Regions from separate parts of the Mus musculus genome. Here region 2 is linked to region 1. Evidence: chromatin contacts called from public Hi-C data. All regions are on one chromosome and are shown on one strand. The core of a region is the stretch at or near the end of the contact, and the rest is flanking DNA. Distances in the headings are between cores, read along the strand shown. Region 1 overlaps Ntm (neurotrimin). Region 2 has its middle 45 kb from the start of Ntm.

Evidence for each region. Hi-C and Micro-C count contacts between places; a contact is called where the count stands out from the background.
Region 2: a contact with region 1 is called in a Hi-C map of cortical neurons, with 2.0 times the contacts expected there. The contact joins two enhancer-like sites. A contact is called at or near these places in 1 of 39 promoter capture datasets (hippocampal neurons) and 7 of 484 Hi-C or Micro-C datasets (cerebral cortex, cortical neurons, frontal cortex and 3 more).

The regions. Positions count from the first base shown.
Region 1 is chr9:29,323,993-29,330,337 of GRCm38.p6, reverse strand. The region is part of intron 1 of Ntm (neurotrimin); the gene reads left to right. Among named protein-coding and RNA genes, the nearest start is that of Ntm, 86 kb to the left of the region's middle. Within about 2 kb of position 4,982, at least 6 of the 459 cell types and tissues checked have an H3K27ac peak or open chromatin away from gene starts, as enhancers often do. A contact at or near this core is called in cortical neurons and hippocampal neurons, where this site is marked.
Region 2 is chr9:29,455,161-29,461,007 of GRCm38.p6, reverse strand. It overlaps a transcript of Ntm not described here. Among named protein-coding and RNA genes, the nearest start is that of Ntm, 45 kb to the right of the region's middle. Within about 2 kb of position 2,642, at least 15 of the 459 cell types and tissues checked have an H3K27ac peak or open chromatin away from gene starts, as enhancers often do. A contact at or near this core is called in cortical neurons and hippocampal neurons, where this site is marked.

The DNA.
Region 1 (6,345 bases), core at 3,733-6,232:
ATTTTCTGACATTGGTACCTTGGCTAATATGTTTCAGTATATGGCTTTTGGGGACACAAAACTATTCAAGGCATACCATTTATACTTAACTTGAAGTTCTTTGTGGACTGACTTACAACTCTTCCTTTGCCTGGGGCTATTTCACTCTACAAAAAAATCCCCAGGGAACAGGTGTAGCAGGGTAACATGGCAATGTTGTATTGAGCTTTCTCCATCTTGAAGTTGGATTAGTAAGTAAAAATGTAGCTTATTCCTGGTGAACTGGCAATACACTGATTGGAAGTGGTAGTCCTTCTTTGGACAGTATTCCTTGCCAATGGCAGGTAGGCATGGTGGTGTGGGCATGGCAGGATAGGTATGGTGGGATAGGTTTTGTCATCACCCCTTCTGGCTGAGACAAGGTTTTTCTCCATGTGAAGGAAATGAACATTGCCAGATCCAGGTAAAGCAGTTCTCTAGAGAAATTGACATGTGTGCTGTATGGCCATGCCGTTTCTTGGACAGTTTTCTGGGCCTGATGAGTTGAATGTTGGTGGAGCAAAGAAGGCTGCTGAGATTATAAAAAAGTAAAGGTGAGTGACAAGAAGGCTTCTAATTAGAGGGCTCCCCCCATTTAAATAGGGTTTAAATGACCAAACTATAATCCTCCAGATATTATGATTCTTTTTTAATGGTAAGCCTTTGTAGTAATGGGCCTGGATTGTGGATTTGGTAAAAGGACAAACTAAGCACCAGGTGAAGTACATCTATCTGGGTCTGTAAGTTTAGCACTCATGGGTCTGGAACCTTCATTTTAGAAAACACTTGATTTTCAGTTATATAATAGTGAGTGAGCACAGAGAGACCATTTAGTGGTTAAACATGCATGCTGCTCTTGTAGATGACCAGAGGTCAGTTTCCAGCCCCTATGGCAGGTGGCTCACAATGTGAGAGTCCAGTTTCAGTGTATCTGATGCCATCTTCTGGCCTCTACTGGCACCTAGACACAGGAGTACAGACGTACATTTACACATAAGAAATAAAAAAAGTTAAATCTTAAAACTCTTGGCACAGGGGACTGGAGAGATGGCCCAGTGCTTAAGAGCATTGGCTGTTCTTCCAGAGAGCCTGCTTTCAATTTCCAACACCCGCATGGTGGCTCCTAGCTGCCAGTAACTCCAGCTCCAGTGGATTCAACTCTCCTATCCCGACATGTGGGCAGAACACCAATGTACACAAAAATAAACAATTGCTTAAAAAAAAGTGACACTGAAAACTTTATTGGTTTTACAATCAATCATTGGGATATGTTGCTTCCTAATACATAGGGAAGGGTTCCCTTTTAAAATATTAAACCCTTCTATGTGATTCTAATATATTAGACAATCCTGAGCCTAATATCTTACCATAAAGGGAAACTTTACAAAAATAGACTAATTGGGTAAATTAGTATTGACAGATACACATTTATTCTATTAAAACATTTTTTATGTGTATATCATTGCTTTATTGCAACTTCGAAGCATTTTTCCCATTTTTTCCCCCGAGACAGGGTTTCTCTATATAGCCAGGTCTGACTTTGTAGACCAGGCTGGCCTCAAACTCAGAAATCCACCTGCCTCTGTCTGTCAAGCACTGAGATTAAAGGTATGCACCACCACCACCCAGCCCCGTTTTGTTCTTATGAAATTATTTCAAATTATGTGTTTTCTTTATCAAAGAATCAGATTACATTATTATATCATAATGATAACTCTACTTGGCATAAAATGAATTATTAAAATAATTATTTAATATACAAGATGAGAAAAGGGCTAAGGTAATAAAAGTGTAGCACGTACTTCTTTATAGGTGGGGGGATGTTTCCCAAGGAAGCTGGGTCAGTTAAACTTGGGGAATGTTTAGGTGAAGTTGAAGTTGATTGAGTCTCTCCTGTGTATCCATCAGCTTTGGCAGATTTCTGCTTCAATAACAACTGCCTTAAATATTTCAATGACTGACAACAGACATGTTCACACATATATGGAGACATACACACATCTATTATTTAGATTTTAGGACGAAGCTTGAAGGCGTAGGTTAGAGTTTAGACCCCGAATCTTGCTCCAGAGAGAAAAGAAGAGCAGAGCCACATAACTGCTCCCAAAGCTGCCAGTTTATAATAAGATGTGAGACTTCTGTTCCATTTTGTGTTGACCACAGCAAGTCAGATGACCAAAACTGATGTCAGTGCACTGAATACTATAACTCTTTCCTGAAGAGAAGCTGCAAATATTTGGAACAACTAAACAACACACCCCATAGTGTTATTGTGTGAGCTAGATCGCTGGAAGCTGGGGTAGAAGAATCAATCTTATTGATCTTGACCCTCAAAAGCAGCCAGTAAGTTTAACAGAATAGATTTTATACACTGTGTTTTGAAGACAACAAAACATAAAGATAAAGACATTAAAAAAAAAAAAAAACAACTTTCCAAGTCTCATAGCCAGTGACAAGAAAATTGCTGATTTCAATAGAAGGGTAGATCTTTCTTCTTAACTTAAATGCAAATCTTATACTCTCCTTAATGAGGACTTCTTGTGTGTGTGTGTGTGTGTGTGTGTGTGTGTGTGTACAGTGTGTGTGCATAAGTGGGTTTGCACATGTGTGTACAGGTGTGTATATGGAGGTCAGAGATAATCTGCTGTTGGCCATCCCCTTATTAACTCTCCACATTGCTTGTGTTCTATTTTGAGGGCCTGGGGATTTGAACCTAGGGTTTCATGCACTCCAGGCAGGCTTTCTATCACTGACATCTATTTGCAGCCACAGCCTGGGTTTTTGAGACACTGGTTGACTCTCCGGTTCATGGATTCAGCTACACTATGTGACTAGCGAGCCCTGGGAAGCCTCTGTGTCTGCTTTTGCAGCATGGAGCTAACAGGTGCATGCTATCACAAACAGATCTTTTTGTTGTTTTTATATGGATACTGGTGACCAAACTTGGGTGCAAATGGTTCCAGGCAAAGTTGGTAAATCTGAGCCATCTTGAGCCTATATTTTATGTTCTTTAAGGTGGCTAAATTGAAATTCAAGGCACTTATTGCTGTTCATAAATATAATCTTTAGTTTTAACATTCAGATTTTTCATTCAGGAGTGCGTGTGTGTATGTATATGTGTGTGTGTGTGTGTGTATGTGTCTGTGTGTGTAAATGTGTGTGTGTATGTGTGTGTATGTGTGTATGTGTATATGTGTGTGTATGTATGTATATATGTGTGTGTATGTGTATATGCGTGTGTATGTGTGTGTGTGTATGTGTGTGTGTATTTGTGTGTGTATGTGTGTATATGTGTGTGTGTGTGTGGGGGGGCTCAGGTTCTTTCTATCTTCTTCAGGACTTGCCAAATGCTACTGTAGATCTTAACCTAAGTGCTGAGTTTCAAATCAGGAATTAGTTCTGTTTCTGTTGATGTAAACCTGAACAGAGGAGAGACTTTATCCACCTTCTTGCATTATTAAGATTTCAGATATAGTTTTGATAAAAGCTTGCAAGTACAAAATTTGCTATCAAGCCTAATGTAGCATGGAGGATTTTGTCTGAGCTAGCAAAGGATCACATTTTCATCTCCTGTGAGGCAGGGACTGAGCTTATTAAGTATTCTCCACATTCTTGCTCTACTGAGAGAAAGAGAGAGAGAGAGAGGGAGAGAGAGAGAGAGAGAGAGAGAGAGAGAGAGAGAGAGAGAGAGAGAGAGGATGCTATGTCAATTTGAATCTTAATCAAGTGTCTGAGTGGGCTGTGAACCCAGTTACCTGATAGACTGCCCTGTAACTGTGATGTACAAACTATAATCTGGATAAGAACATTGACTTAAGGTAACCATGAGGCAATACTACACACTAAGTGGGCTGGATGACTCATGCGCATTGGTTGATACTTGCTGTATATTTAGCAGTGTAGTGTGCACTATAAAGAAGATACGACACCCTTCCCGCTCCCAGGGATCACAAGCTGAGGGGTTATGTTAGCCAATATTGAACAGAATCTCTTTCAGCAGGGTTGGTAAGGGGCTCCCCCCATGACCTTCTTTCTTCCCTTTGTAATGGGAAAAAGTAAATAAAAGAAGCATACCAACCATTTTCCTGCTTACTGTAGAATCAACAAGAGCAGTCCTGTAACAAGTGCGTTTTCTTTGCAAGTCAGAAGCAGAATCATTATAAGCTATAGACAGTCATTTTTCTTTTATTTCCTCTGACAGCTTCTGATTAATAAGTAATTAATAGATGATTGGTTAATTGGTTGATTATTTCAGGCATTCATATCACACACAAAAACATAATGAGCTCATTCTATATGTTTACCACTGTGTGAAATGATAGAGAATCAAAGATATTAAAAACCAGCTCTTTCCCTTCACCTTGAGATTCAGAGAGGGATACAGCTAGCAACAGATGATTATAGTGACATAAGACAAAAGCCATACAAGTTCTCAACACAAGCTTTAAGTTACAGAGTGGGAGAATACATTTCTCCACTATAGGCCTGGGGAGGGATTCAAGGGAACTAGAGCTTGAACCAAATCTTCAGCGATGAGGAAGCTAATTGCCCAGATACACAAAGAGGAAGCTGTACCTGCTAAAGTACAGAAAGAGGAATATAGGTAAGAAACAGTAGGGACCAGGGTAATGCACACTCCAAACCATGATGCACAGTGGAAGTGTGGGGCATATGTAATGCCCGGAGTCAGCAGTAGAAAAGTGAGAGTGGAGCCGTTCACTGGATGTGTATCTCTTGTTTATTAATCTGATTAATTTTTGATGCCTGAGTGGAAACCATTCAACGTTGCTCAAGCAAGAAAAGAACTCCCTTCAAAACATGTTATGATTTCCTGGACTGTAAATGCAGGGATAGAGCTTGGCTTTAGGAATAGTCCGGGGCTTCCAATATAGCGCTGTGATAGAGTGTCCGCCCATCATGCGTGCAGCCCTGGACTCAGTCCCAGAACTGCAAAAACAAACAAGTAAAAAGACTGGTACCAAGGACAAGGATAGCACCAGCGAGTCAGTTCTGCTGTTCCTTTTGTGACTTCTGTTCTTCTCATTATGCAGAATTGCTTCGTCTATCTCTCTAATCCACACAGTAGAGTATAGCAGACAAGAGCTGCACAGCCATCTGGAAAGATCGAGTTCTTCATGTTCCCCTTACAAATTCTCTATGAAAGGAGCTATATTTGTGTAGCTTGGGTCTAGGTGCCTATTCATGTACCATGTGAACAATGGCCAGCGAGGAGGTATGCTGCATGAGTACTGCTTCTGTGGTCAGAAGGCTGAGCAGGGGTTTTTACACTGGGTATTGCCAGAGAAGACACTAGCCATTTGCTATTATGGACATGGCTCCACCACCAGCTACACAGAAGGTGTGTCATAAGAACTTTTAGAAGTTTGGAAACAAATCCAACATATTTCTGGAGTTAGCCCATCAAGTATTCTCTTGAATAGATTTGGGGTAGGATCCATGATTCTGATTTTTAAAGTGCAATAGGTGATCCCCATACCTGCAAGTGTGGGCAAGCATGGTATGGAGTGGAACTTATGTCTTCTTGAAGAAGGAATCTCTCATGTATGAGAAGAAAACGACACAGGTTAGATGTGTGCAATGCTAGGCTCAGTGGGCTATAGTTTGGAAATGAAAGCTACTGAGTGGAATGACTTCCAGGAGTCTATACCATCCCTTCAGGAGGGACCACAACTTCATGCTGAGTCCTGAGCAATACAAACGAAGAGCGGTAGACATTAGAAGGTTGAACACAGTTTGTTGTCTGTTGTGGTGAGGGACAAGCAATGCACCTGGAGCAGCTTCTGTACCTTCAGCTCGGAGAGTGATGTAATTAGCCAGGAGAGGAGAAGAGGGCTTTGTGGTAGGAAATGATGGGTTGAATGTTAACATCTTGCTTTGAAATGCCTACCGGGCCTCCAGCTTTGCAAATCACAGAAGTTGTGTATATGGAAGTGCTGGGCTAATGCTAACACTTTTGTATTTGTTGTTTGCAAATTATACATAAAGACTTTGTGTGTGTGTGTGTGTGTGTGTGTGTGTGTGTGTGTGTGTGTGTGTGTGTGTTTAAATTTCCTCTGTGGATACAATTAAGGCAAAGTTGTTTTAACTATGAATTTTGAAGACTAAAAAAATTGAGAGGGAACAGAGATGTTAAAAGTGCAAGAGATAAAGAAAGACATAATCAACAATGTTAACAGAAGAAAGCTAGTGTCCCCAAAGGTTAGGGAGAGTGAAGAGACAGTGACAGCCAGTAGTTTGAAATGTCAGGGTAAACCTCACCTACTAGACTTGACTAGTGAGAAGTCAGAGGTGACCTCAAAGAGAAGA
Region 2 (5,847 bases), core at 1,393-3,892, 130 kb before region 1:
TGAACACAACTAGGGAGAGGAAGCTTGTCACCTACTGGTCTTTTATGGGACAGTTCTGTTAGTCAGAATGTCTCTGACTGTTGGGTTAACATCTGCCTCTTGCTAACTCCTGTGATTTAATCTCAGCTCTGCCTTCCTCTCAAAGTTTCTGGCCTGGGTAGCCCCTGGCTGACTGGTCCTGTCAGTTTCTGTGTTCATGGAGGCAAGAACTGTTCATTATCCCTTTGCGACACAGGGACTGCGCTCTGTGACACTATGTTCTTTACCACGGGACCCAGTCACGCTTTATCACAGTGTCCACTAGGAGACAAGGTCTACATGCCCTGAAGCCCTGGGCCTGTAACCCATTCTTGATAAGAATACTGAGGCTTATAAAGATAAAGTGGCTTACCCAAAGCCACTGGTAACAAATGGCGAAAGCTGTGTTTCACAACATCCATGCAAACAGGAATGGAGAATGCAGTATTTCCGAGTTAGGAATGTACTTATGAGTGTGATAGAAACTGATGTTTGAATGTGGGTGTGTCCAGAATCCCCGTGAGCATGTGTTGAGACGGACTATGGCTGGTGAGTGTAAAAGCAGTCCAAAGGCAGTTGCTACACTTTGTTCACCCTAGGAGGGAAGTAAGAGTCAGCTGCCTCCTACTGCCCATTTACCTGCTGGTCAAAATAAACTAACTAAGTAACTAACTACAGACCATACCAAACTAGAAGATTTACTATAGTCATGTACATATGCATGACCTGGACTGGTAGATCTTTCTCTCTCTCTCTCTCTCTCTCTCTCTCTCTCTCTCTCTCTTACACACACACACACACACACACACACACACACACACACACACACACACAGAGAGAGAGAGAGAGAGAGAGAGAGAGAAACTCACTCACGAATATAAGCACCTGAATAAAACTGTAAGCACTCAACATTACCAATGCACTACACACCTCTCATGTGTGCAACATGGGCAGCACACATGTGCTTTCTAACACCGTATACACTATACCCACCTTCAGACATGCAGATCACACATATACTATATCATTGTACTATAATTTGCACACAAGGAGATGCCTCGGGAATTTCACCATTCCTTTTCTGTTCAGCCTTGTTCCAGATGTGCAAAGGGAAAAACCAAAACAACAGACCAAAGCAGGAGTGTCTATGGGGTCTATAGCAGCCCTTTCTGTCATCGCTGACATCTATGGAGGCTACAGCAGTTGCCATAGAGATGCTACATCTCAGTCTGGGTTCCGTAGGCCGGAGAACTGGGCACAAATCAGAGACCCTGACCCGTTTGTCTGCAGCCATAGCCAGCCACTTTGTCAGAGCTCCAAAGCCCACAGGAATGGAGAGTCAGGATTCAGAACCCATCTCACAGAATTCAGCTTGTGCACATGTGTCCCCTGCATATCTGCGTGGGCTAAAAATACCTGTGCCCTGCATGGCGCCAGAGATCGCTGACAAAGGCATTCGTATTTGCAGTCGAGACACCCTTGGATTACTTCTGCAGTAACCTCTCTCACATTTTAAACAGGTTGGTTAGAGCCATCACTTAGTCTGCCTCCAGGAGGCAGCCATTAAGAGATGTAGCTGGGAATGGCATTTCTTTCTTTCCTTTTTTTTTTTTTTTTCCTTAAAAGGTTTTTAAAAAGTGACTATTTTCATTACAGTGTCGTAAATTTTCTGGTTTAAAAATAAAATTCATTTGAACTTAAGCTTCTTTAGACAAACTAGTGTCTTCAGGGAAAGTAGGTTAATAGGAAAGGTAGGAGGGGCCAGCTTGTCTCGCCAGTTGTTGGGGAATGCAAGCTGGAACACAGTGAGGCTGCCAAGATGGAGTGGGGGGGGGGGGGAGCAGGTGTAGGAGTGTTGAAAGCAGGGCTCCCTCTCTCCTTCCAGTCTCCTGGATTCTTGAAGAGAGAGCAGGATGCAATCATAGGTTCTGTTATAGGCACAAAGGTAAATTAACCAAGAAATTAACTTTTCAGATGTCCAACCATGAGCCCTCCCAAGTACTCCTCCTGGCCACCTGCTGTTTGCACTTACACTGGGCTAAGGAGGGAATCTGGTTCAACTCTCACCCCAGGCCTTGCCTCCGGGCAGGCTGCAGGGCTCCAGAATTAGAGGGCTGGGGGGGAACAAGAAGCCACCCAGATATAGCAGGAAGGTGCTTGCACCTTGTACATCACAGGAGGTGGCAGAAATTAATCTCTCTCTCTCTCTCTCTCTCTCTCTCTCTCTCTCTCTCTCTCTCTCTCTGTGTGTGTGTGTGTGTGTGTGTGTGTGTGCGCTTTCCTCTGTATGCCTGTGTATGTATATCCTTGTATGTGTATCTTTCCCTGTGTACTTCTATGTTTGGCAGAGTTTCTATGAATCTGTGTTTGTGCATGATTATCTATCAGCTTTTCTCTACCTGTGTCTGCATCTTCCTAGTTGCACATGCGTATTTTTGGGTGTCAGTGTGTGTCTATGTGTGTGTATGCACATTCACACTCTTGTGAGTGTGTTTCTATGACTGCAAAGAGAAGGGTGAAATGTGGACAGAGGTGTTTGGGGACACAAAATAAGGTCTTAAGTACACAGAGCCCACAGGCCAGGGATCCCACCACCAGCAGATGGAGCTGTGGGTACAAGTTTGAAAAAGGCCAGCCTGACTGCTGGCCTTGCAGTGCTAACTGAAGAACCCCTAGCTCCCCCTCATCCCAACCCCTTAACCTCCCCAGCCCCCCACCCCCACCCCTCGCTGTCAAGACTGTGTTTGGGAGCCCACTAATCTGCCTCATACTCCTGCAACAAGGAAATCCCGGGGACAGCAGGGCTGCGCTTAACTGAGGCTGTTTTTCTTGGGCTTGGTGGAGTCACAGGATGAAACTAAGAGCTCACTAGCTATTCCATGCCTTATGGAGAGAATTATACTGTTAGGTAAATGAGCCCCCAAAGCACAATGTGCCCCTCATTTCACAGATAAACAAAAGACCTTAATTCCTTTGTGACTTCGGTCACCTTGCCCTAAGGATCTCTCCCTCCCGCCCCCCCACCCCGCCCCTTTTAACTTTGACCAAGATCTATCAAAGACTCTTCCTCTTCTCCCAGCCCCACCCCCACAACCCCCACCTCTACCCCACCCCCGTGTGATCATTCTTTATCTGCAGTGAACTTCTTACTAATAGCTAGCTCCTATCTGATCTCTCTGTCTGAAATCCTTTCTGGCTGCCATTCATTGTAGACTAGATTCATCTTCCCCACAGAGCTTGGATCCTGTCTGGGTCTGTCCAGATATTTCAGCAGCTTGCACCAAAATCAAGTTCAAGCTAGCTCACACTTGAAATAGCAGTATCCCTGACTCAGTATGCCTCATTTCTCCAAGGACAACCCCTGCTCCATCTTGTCTCCTATGCATACCTTGAGCTCCAACTGTCTTTCAACCTCTGTTAATTTTTTTCTGTTTTATTTACCCATTTTAAATAGTACTTCTGAATGGCTCTATCTCCTCCAATTTTATCCTTTACATAGTACACCTTTCCCTATAATACTGTCCTGATGACATCACTAGACACACCCTTTGCCCCAGGTTCTACAGACCTTTCATCTGCACCCAGTGCTATCCTGTACCCCTTTCACAGGTCACTGTGGTCTTTGATACACATGGCTGATTCTGCAGTTAGCATGGCCTTCTTCACTGTATTCCAACCATCACTGTCCACTGGAACTCGTGAAAGCTCTCCAAATAGGTGAACACAAGCCTAGCAATTGTCGTTATGTGTTCTCCTCCTTTTGTACTTACTTTATAAGAAGTCTGTCTCATCTAGGTCAGTTTTGGAGCCCGATCATCTACTGGTCCAGCCTATGGCCATCTATGTGATGAGTAACAGCTCAGTCAGTGTATTTCCAACATGCCACCCAAATCCCACAACAGTAAGAAAGTGATCATACAGAGACAGAGATGAAAAGGTCATTGTGATTCTTGCTGACACCCCATGCTAACATCCCACTCTCATGAGAACTCACCAAGGTCCTGTAAGAACTCCCTTACTTCCTCCACAGAGCAGTACCTCCAATGACCTGATGAGATGCATGAAGCCCCACCTCTTAAAGGCCCCACCACCTCCTACACTGCACTGTGGTATGGAAGGGGTGGACAAACTTCTAATACAAGAAGCTCTATACTTTTCTTTTTTTAAAAAATTGGGTATTTATTTCATTTACATTTCCAACACTATTCCAAAAGTACCCCACACACTCCCCTACCCACTCCCCCACCCACTCCCCCACCCACCCACTCCCACTTCTTGGCTCTGGCGTTCCCCTGAACTGAGGCAGCAGTTTATATGGGCCAGTCTTTCTCCCAGATCAGAAATGGAAAAGGTATGATCACTGTTTTCCTACTATTAGCTAGGTGACTACACACACAAACACACATACACACACACACACAGACACACACACACACACACATGCTGGCTTCTGTCACCTAAGTGCTTAATGGGTGGAATAAGCCAGGATTAATAGACTCCCACTTTTAAAGTTTTTATACTATCCCCTAGTGTTCAAAGTTTCTTTCTTTGTTCAGAGTCTCTTTCTTCAGAGACTGCTGGGAGGAGAAAGGGGATGCTACCCCCAACACAAGCCTCCTGTCCTCACATGCACCTCACTGGATCCTCATTGTTTCTGAGGAGTGCTCATCCAGCTCAGGCATCCAAGAGTATTTCCAAAATTATTTTCTTCATTTCAGTTCGAAGACGTTCATGTTCTCTTTTTGGGATGCATGCAGAACGCAGACAGGAATTGCAATGATCTGCCACCACTGACATCTGTTCGCATCCTGCTGCCTCCCGAGAAATTGGCCTGTCCTATCCTTGTTCATCCTTCGTCCCAAATAAAATTTAAAATGACTTCAGATGGCTTAGGCAATGCCAGCTCTACGATTTCCAAGTGCTATTTCTAAAACTTCATGTATGTTCTCATTTTAGGTTATTCTTAGTAAAATTATAGTTTTAGAAACAGAAGGAGACTTTGGTGAAAATTTGAGAGATAATTTAATTGTAGATCCCAAGGCAGATGCTGCTGTCTCATACTTACTGTCTTGTCCCTGTCATTTCTCATCAAAATCAGACCTTAGAATTCCCACTGGGGTGGGAGGAAGCAACCAGCTCTAAGTAGTGACTCTTCTGTGATGATTGACAGGCCTCTCTCTCTCTTCCATGCTAGGGCCCCCATTCTTGCTTTGGGGCAGGCTTCCATGAGGACTATTTGCTGTTCAGAAACCACATGATTTAATCCATACCACAACTCTACAGTTCAGATACCAATTTTATAAGGTGAACAAAATGACACAAAGAAACTTGAAGTAACCTTGAGGTTCTTTTTCAGTAGAATGGTTTAATTATGTGAGCTTGATGCCTTCATGTGCCCCCCCCCCCATTGTCCCTCAAATTCCTTCCATACTCACCTCTACTTCACCTTATTCCAACTTTATATACTATTTTTATTTTTATAACCCACAAAATACAGTTTGTTTTCTCGACATGTTCAATGGCAGAGAAGCTTTCAATTAAAGTACAATCTGAAAGAATCTGGGAATTCTTGAATGTTGCCTAGTATTTTCTTCGAGAAAGGCATCTTTTGATCCCATGAAGTAATTTTGAATACTGATAAAGCTTTACTTTATATTATTTATTATATCATGTACCACTTATTACTTTTTTACTCTTAAGATTACAGTTACATTTTTCCCATCCCTTCTCCTCTCTCCAAATCTTCCCATATATCCCTCTTTTCTATCTTTAACTTCATGGCTTCCTTTTTTATTAATAGCTAATAGTTCTGCATAGTTGGCTAGGTTT